Regions from separate parts of the Zea mays genome. Here region 1 is linked to region 2. A link is a contact called in public Hi-C data. All regions are on one chromosome and are shown on one strand. Each heading gives the region's core, a stretch centred on a gene start, on an enhancer-like site or on the middle of the called end of the contact. The rest is flanking DNA. Distances are from core to core; before and after follow the strand shown. Region 1 holds the start of LOC100273962 (oligomeric Golgi complex component-related protein). Region 2 holds the start of LOC100277510.

Region 1 (2,861 bases), core at 291-2,790, 240 kb after region 2:
ATGAACACATAATCGATTTCACCTCTACCCTCTAGTATTGCTAGACAGAAATCTTAACCAATAAATCCTTCACGAATTCCAATGCTATATTGTTATCAAAGAACAGAAACCTTGTTTCAGCAGCAGCAGCAACAAAGCCTTTTAGTCCCAAGCAAGTTGGGGAGGCTAGATTTGAAACCCAACAAAAACCAAAAATCAAGGTCCAGGCACGTGGATAGCGTTTTTTCTATTCACTCCTATTCAGTTTGGGTACATACAATCCTTCCAAGTCTCCTTTTAATGTTTCCTCCCATGTCAAATTTGGCCTTCCCTTGCCTTCCTTCCCATTACTATCGTGTCTTAGAATCCCACTATGCACTGTGTGTCCGTGCCTCTAAAGGTCTTCGTTGGACATATCCAAACCATCTCAATCAGTGTTGGACAAGTTTTTCTTCGATTGGTGCTACCCCTAGACTATCACGTATATCACTATTGCAGTCTCGATCCCTTCTTGTATGGCCACAAATCCAACACAACCCTAGCATATAACTTAATACATAGGTTTTGATAGGTTAATAGAATAACCATACTGCAAATATTTGTGATGGATACAATCTATAAATCTAAATTAATCCTTTCATGAACTGTGTTTAATAAAAATATTGTTGGCCGTACTGTTTTCAGGGTATTTCTATCCTGGTACGCAAATTTGAAGATACATGCACTATGTTTTCACGAAGTAATTAGGTTAACTATATGAAAGCTTAGCTCCAAAAAAGAGGTTCTACTAGATTCGCTTATTATTACATCCATATGATCGTGATTTCGTGATCAATAACAATAGCTGGAAAAATCAACTTAAAAATGACCACATTGCTATCAGAATTGCATTTCCACTTAATGGGCAACCACACCACATATCTGGGGTGCAACAATAACAAGATCAGTGATCTACTTGCTACCAGCATAAAGCAGCTGAACTCAATCCCTCCGCAAGAATTAATCATATCAGTTCATTTTGCATTTGGCTGAAGACACACTTACTGAACTACATGGAGCAACAACTTTTGGTATAAAGGGGGCAGAGAAAGCAACGGAGTAAAGAGTACTACGAGTAGGGAGGGACCGGCCGCATTACCATGGCCTCGAGGTGGCCGTCGAAGCTCTCAAGCTGCGCGCGGACGAAGGAGAGCGCCTCAGAGGCGGCGATGAACGCGGCGTAGTTTTCCACCGCCACCTCCTGCATCTGCCGCCGCACCCGCTCCGCGTCGACCCTCAAAAGCTCCGGCTCCTACAATCGTTCAGCAAGCCAACAAATTCGGAATTACCATCGCCGCCAATAAAGGGTCGCGCAGCAAATGTTGGCGTATGAACCTTGTGGAGGCGCTCGATGGAGAAGGAAAGAAGCTCAGAAACGTAGGGCTGGTAGGCGGCACCGGCGAGCGGGAGCCCCATGTTGGAGGCGGCATCTTGGGAGGAGCTCAAATCCGGCGTGTGGCGGTGCCTCGCGTCGAGGAGGTCCATGGCGAGCGGTGCGAGATCTGGAGTCGTGACTCAGTGGTGATGAGGAACTGGAGAAGAAGGGTGGGTGGTTTTAACAGCTGCCCCTTTCAGTTTTGTTTCTGTTACGTTTTAGTCCCTCAAATTAAATAGTCAAATATTCAGCCCAGAACATTACAAAGCCCACTGTAGAGCCCAGGGCCCACTCTTCGGCCTAAGGATCATCAAAGGACCCACTTTCCGGCCCAAAAGGTCCATGTTATGTCTAGAGCAAATGAAAAAAAAACTTATCCTAGCCTTTCTCAACTATTTTTTTAGTCTGATTCACCTCTTTAAGCTAAAAATTTACATGTTCTAACTGCTTCAACAACTAAAATCGGTTGTTTTCCATTTTTATATAGGGCATGTTTGTTTCAGCCTTTTCTTATTCTAACCACTAAAAACTGATACACACTACCAAATGATTAGTTTTTCATCCCGTTTTATAAGAATCGCTTTTATCAAAATCGTCCAAAATCAACGCGAACACACAATCGATCGAATCGTCACGATTCATAGATCCTAAACCATATGAATCCTTTTATCTGACGCCACACGTAATTTTTATGATACTTAGATTCTCTCTACAACCAGATTATTAAAAAAGCTCGCCAGAAAAAAAAAACAGACCATGTTTCAAGGTGTATGACTTAGGCTATGTTTGAAATCCCTATAGCTAATAGTTAGTCAACTAATAAATTATTAATTGAGTAGAGCCAACTAATGAACTAATTGTTAGTTGTGAGATAGCTAACAATTAACTACGCTATTAGTTAAGGGTGTTTAGAATCCAACAACTATTTTTAATAGCTACCTATTAGTTTTAAAGGTTACAAACTGGAGTCTTGCAGGGTGTGGACTTGTCCCAACTTCTTTTGAAATGTTTTTTTAAATTTTGTTTCTAAAAATGATATTCACGGAGGCGGGGATGTCCATATAGCCATATCTATAAATGGCTTATTAGAAAATGATCGCTAGGTACTAAAACAAGTTTCTGTTGGCGTAGATCTGAGTGCCAAACACTGGAGATGAACCGTCTGGTGGTGCTCTCTACAGAGACGCGGACGGTCCGTGGCATAGGACCGGACGGTCCGCGACCTCGCGCAGAAGCATCTCCTCCTCTACGTACGTCCGGAAGATCCACATCTAGGGCTCGAACGGTCCGCGATGGCGTAGAGGGTCTTTCCTTCCTCGCAATAGATCTATATGTCGTCTCCCGGGAGAGATCCCGTCAGGGAGGAGAGATCTTAGGGTGTGTCATAGAATCGGCAGACCACCTAAGATGCATCTAGTCGACGTATAGCTGAAGAGAGGTAAAGATTTGATGTAGAGGGAGGCTAAAC
Region 2 (3,008 bases), core at 466-2,965:
TTGACAGTCAACAGATATGAAGTGTAAACAGCTCCATTCACGGCATAACTTGGAATACATTAACAATAATTTCTAATTTCTAAACAATCACTAGAACCTAAAATGTTATTGAATATTTGAAGGGAACTTACAAAATTTGTGCAGATGAGAGGCACATAAGGAAGACATCACCATGTGACCAAGTCAAAGGTTTACAGATCTTTCCAAAACGCTTGCTCTTTATTCCACAACGGGATGCAAGCACTGCTGCACGCATCAGAATGTATATAGCCAAGCTAGTATGCTGAGTTCCTGGTCCTGTCAGGAGCATAGAAGGACCAGCAATCAACCCAGCTAAAAATGACCTCCACCTTGCTGTTCTGAAGTAACAAGAGTATTCAGTTATACATTGTCCAATAAAATCGACCTAGTGCTTCAAAGAGACGTTGAAGCTATAATGGAACAAGATGCTGAGGTGTTATGTCAATAAGAAACAACTACAAAATAGCAGGATAGGAACTGCCACATAGCATCTTGATCATATCTGGGTTCAGCATAAGACCCATGAAAGATAAGTACTGGACTACTGAGCTTCTCACAACAATAATACTGAATAACATCAGGCTGCAGAAGTCGTATAATATCGAACAAAATTCCACAGGTTCTTGTTTCAACTAATCTTAGTAAACAACACAGCGATGCAACACTTGGGCAATCAAAACTAGCATCTTGGTTCTTGGATCACTAATAATGAACAAAAATTGCATGCACAAGAAGAATTATTTGCAACTGTAGAACTGTCATCAAATTCTCACTGCAGTCAGCAATCATTTCTATCGAAATTCAATTAATCCTCACAAAAGCACCAGCTCTGGCCTCTCATACTATTTTTTTTAAAGTAACACCAGCTGCACGATCTATTTTCTGTTGCTTTTCATCTTCTAGACATGTTCATTGAAACACATCACTTGACAGATAACTAAATACACTCAATTCTCACCTACAAAGGTACAACTACAATCCATTATCTTCACACGCGACTAACCAAAGGCAACACACATGGTTTGCTCAAATCATCACAGAAGCAATCACCAATCACCTCCACATGAAGCAAATTCGCAGTTCCTAAGTAGGAATTATTTATACTGTGATGGTCCCATGCACTGACCTCTTACGTCCCCAGACGGCGGCGATGTACTCATCGACGGAGACGTAGCTGCCGGCAAAGGTCCCCAAGAACAAGCCATACCTCACAGTCTCCTTGACCGCGAGCACCACGGCCTCCTCGTTGGTCATAGCTCCGGCCTTCCTGCACTCACCAGCACGCCACGGCACGAGAACTAATTTTAGAGCCGTAAGACCCCCAAAAAAAAACCCGCACCAAAACATCCAGCTTGTGCGCCCGCGAGTGAGAGACCTCGATCTGGGGGAGCGGCGGCTGCGGATGCGGACGAGGACGGAGAAGAGCGCGAGGCCGCCCTTGAGGCCTGCGCCGATGGCGAAGCCCTTCGCTGCCGCCTCCACGCACCGCCGCAGCCACCGGAGCTCGCCGTCCCCCGCGGCCAGCGCCGGCGGCGCGGCGCACTTGACGTTCACGGCGCATTGGAGATCCTCCGGCGGCGGGGGCGCCATGAGCTGGCCAGCGATGGGGGAGGCGCGGATCCCCCCCACCAAGCCACCACAGTGAGGAAGGGGAAGCTCTGGTGAGGGCAGATGGGGGGTGGAATGGACGAATGGTAGATGCGGCAGTTAAACTAACCAAAGTTGTTCTTGCTTTGGGGCTGCGAGGCGCGCGTTTACGCCAGTGCAGGCAGCGTGACTTGCCGTCAGCGGAGCTCTACGCGTCTTCGTATTTGCAGGCAATTTCCCCTACCCGTCGGTTCCCTGAAATAAGAACCCTGTTCTCAGAAATTTACTCCTGATATGATATAAATCTTATTAGAGCAACTCCAATAGTTATATAAATTTTAGCTCTCTAAATCACAGATTTAAGAAGTTGCTAAATGTCTTTTGGAGTAAAAAAATGTGAGTTCTCCAATAGTTCTCTAAATATAGGTTGTAATTTTGTTTTGTATTTATCCACATAAAAAATAAGTCACAAAAACTATATAATGCAATCAACATTTTTGTTTAGGGAGTTGTTAAATGGTTGCCAAATGTAGAGAGAAAATGAGGTTAGCTGACAAGTTGTTAAATTTAGAAAGTTCATTTAGAGAACTATTGGAGAATACTTTTCATGTTAACTACCTAAATTATTGATTTAGGAAGTCTTTTAGACAACTACTGTAGTTGCTCTTATCTCAGAAATTTAATTCAGTAATAGCACGCTTCCGATTTTTACGGAAAGAATGATAATTCCATTTTTTTTCATGAGATTCTCATTTTCTTAAAGTAAAATAAAATAAATTTTCTTTTAAAAAATAGATTTTTTTTGAAAAAAATGGGATTGCCAAAACTCGCCTTTAGAAATTTTTTTGCGGCGATTGTGGAAAAGCTGGCAATGCCCTTCCGGCGGAAACCGGCATTCCTTTTTTTACAGGCGATCGGCAGTTCGGCACACGTCCATACGTCGACGTCGTCCGATTAAAAACGCAACGAATCAAACAGGTGGACGCAGACGAAGCCGAATTCACTCCCGCCGGCCGCCGTTGGGAGCTTGGGTAGTTGGGTGCTTCGGGAAAGCTTCGTGTCCTGTCGTCAACGCAGGCCATTTATATGCCATTACGTTTTGTTTCTTCTGCAGACAACCTGTGGGCTCAGGGATCGCTTTCGGTGCCAGATGACCAGATCTGACTGTATTGGTCATTGTTTCGTTGTCGGGCTTTGTTGCTCGGACACTTGTTGGTTGAAGTGTTGAACTGCCGGGCTTTAGTTGGGTTAGTTAGTTTTCTGGGAGGCATTAGTCCCGTGCATATTTAGTTTTGGGGACATATCTGGTGCACATAAAAGATTGGTGCACATGATGCACATATTAAATCACCACCACTTATTTTAGATCTAACGTCTCTAGTTGATCATTCAATTTACAA

The links. Hi-C and Micro-C count contacts between places; a contact is called where the count stands out from the background.
Region 1: a Hi-C map of leaf shows a contact between it and region 2, with 6 times the contacts expected there. The contact joins the promoter of LOC100273962 here to the promoter of LOC100277510 in region 2. A contact is called at or near these places in 4 of 25 Hi-C or Micro-C datasets (endosperm and leaf).

The regions. Positions count from the first base shown.
Region 1 is chr1:20,116,051-20,118,911 of Zm-B73-REFERENCE-NAM-5.0, forward strand. It overlaps LOC100273962 (oligomeric Golgi complex component-related protein), which reads right to left and starts at 1,541. Exons shown (of 12, transcript NM_001360500.1): 1 at 1,354-1,541; 2 at 1,118-1,270. The coding sequence starts at 1,503.
Region 2 is chr1:19,879,807-19,882,814 of Zm-B73-REFERENCE-NAM-5.0, forward strand. It overlaps LOC100277510, which reads right to left and starts at 1,716. Exons shown (of 8, transcript NM_001367326.1): 1 at 1,397-1,716; 2 at 1,148-1,288; 3 at 132-359. The coding sequence starts at 1,611.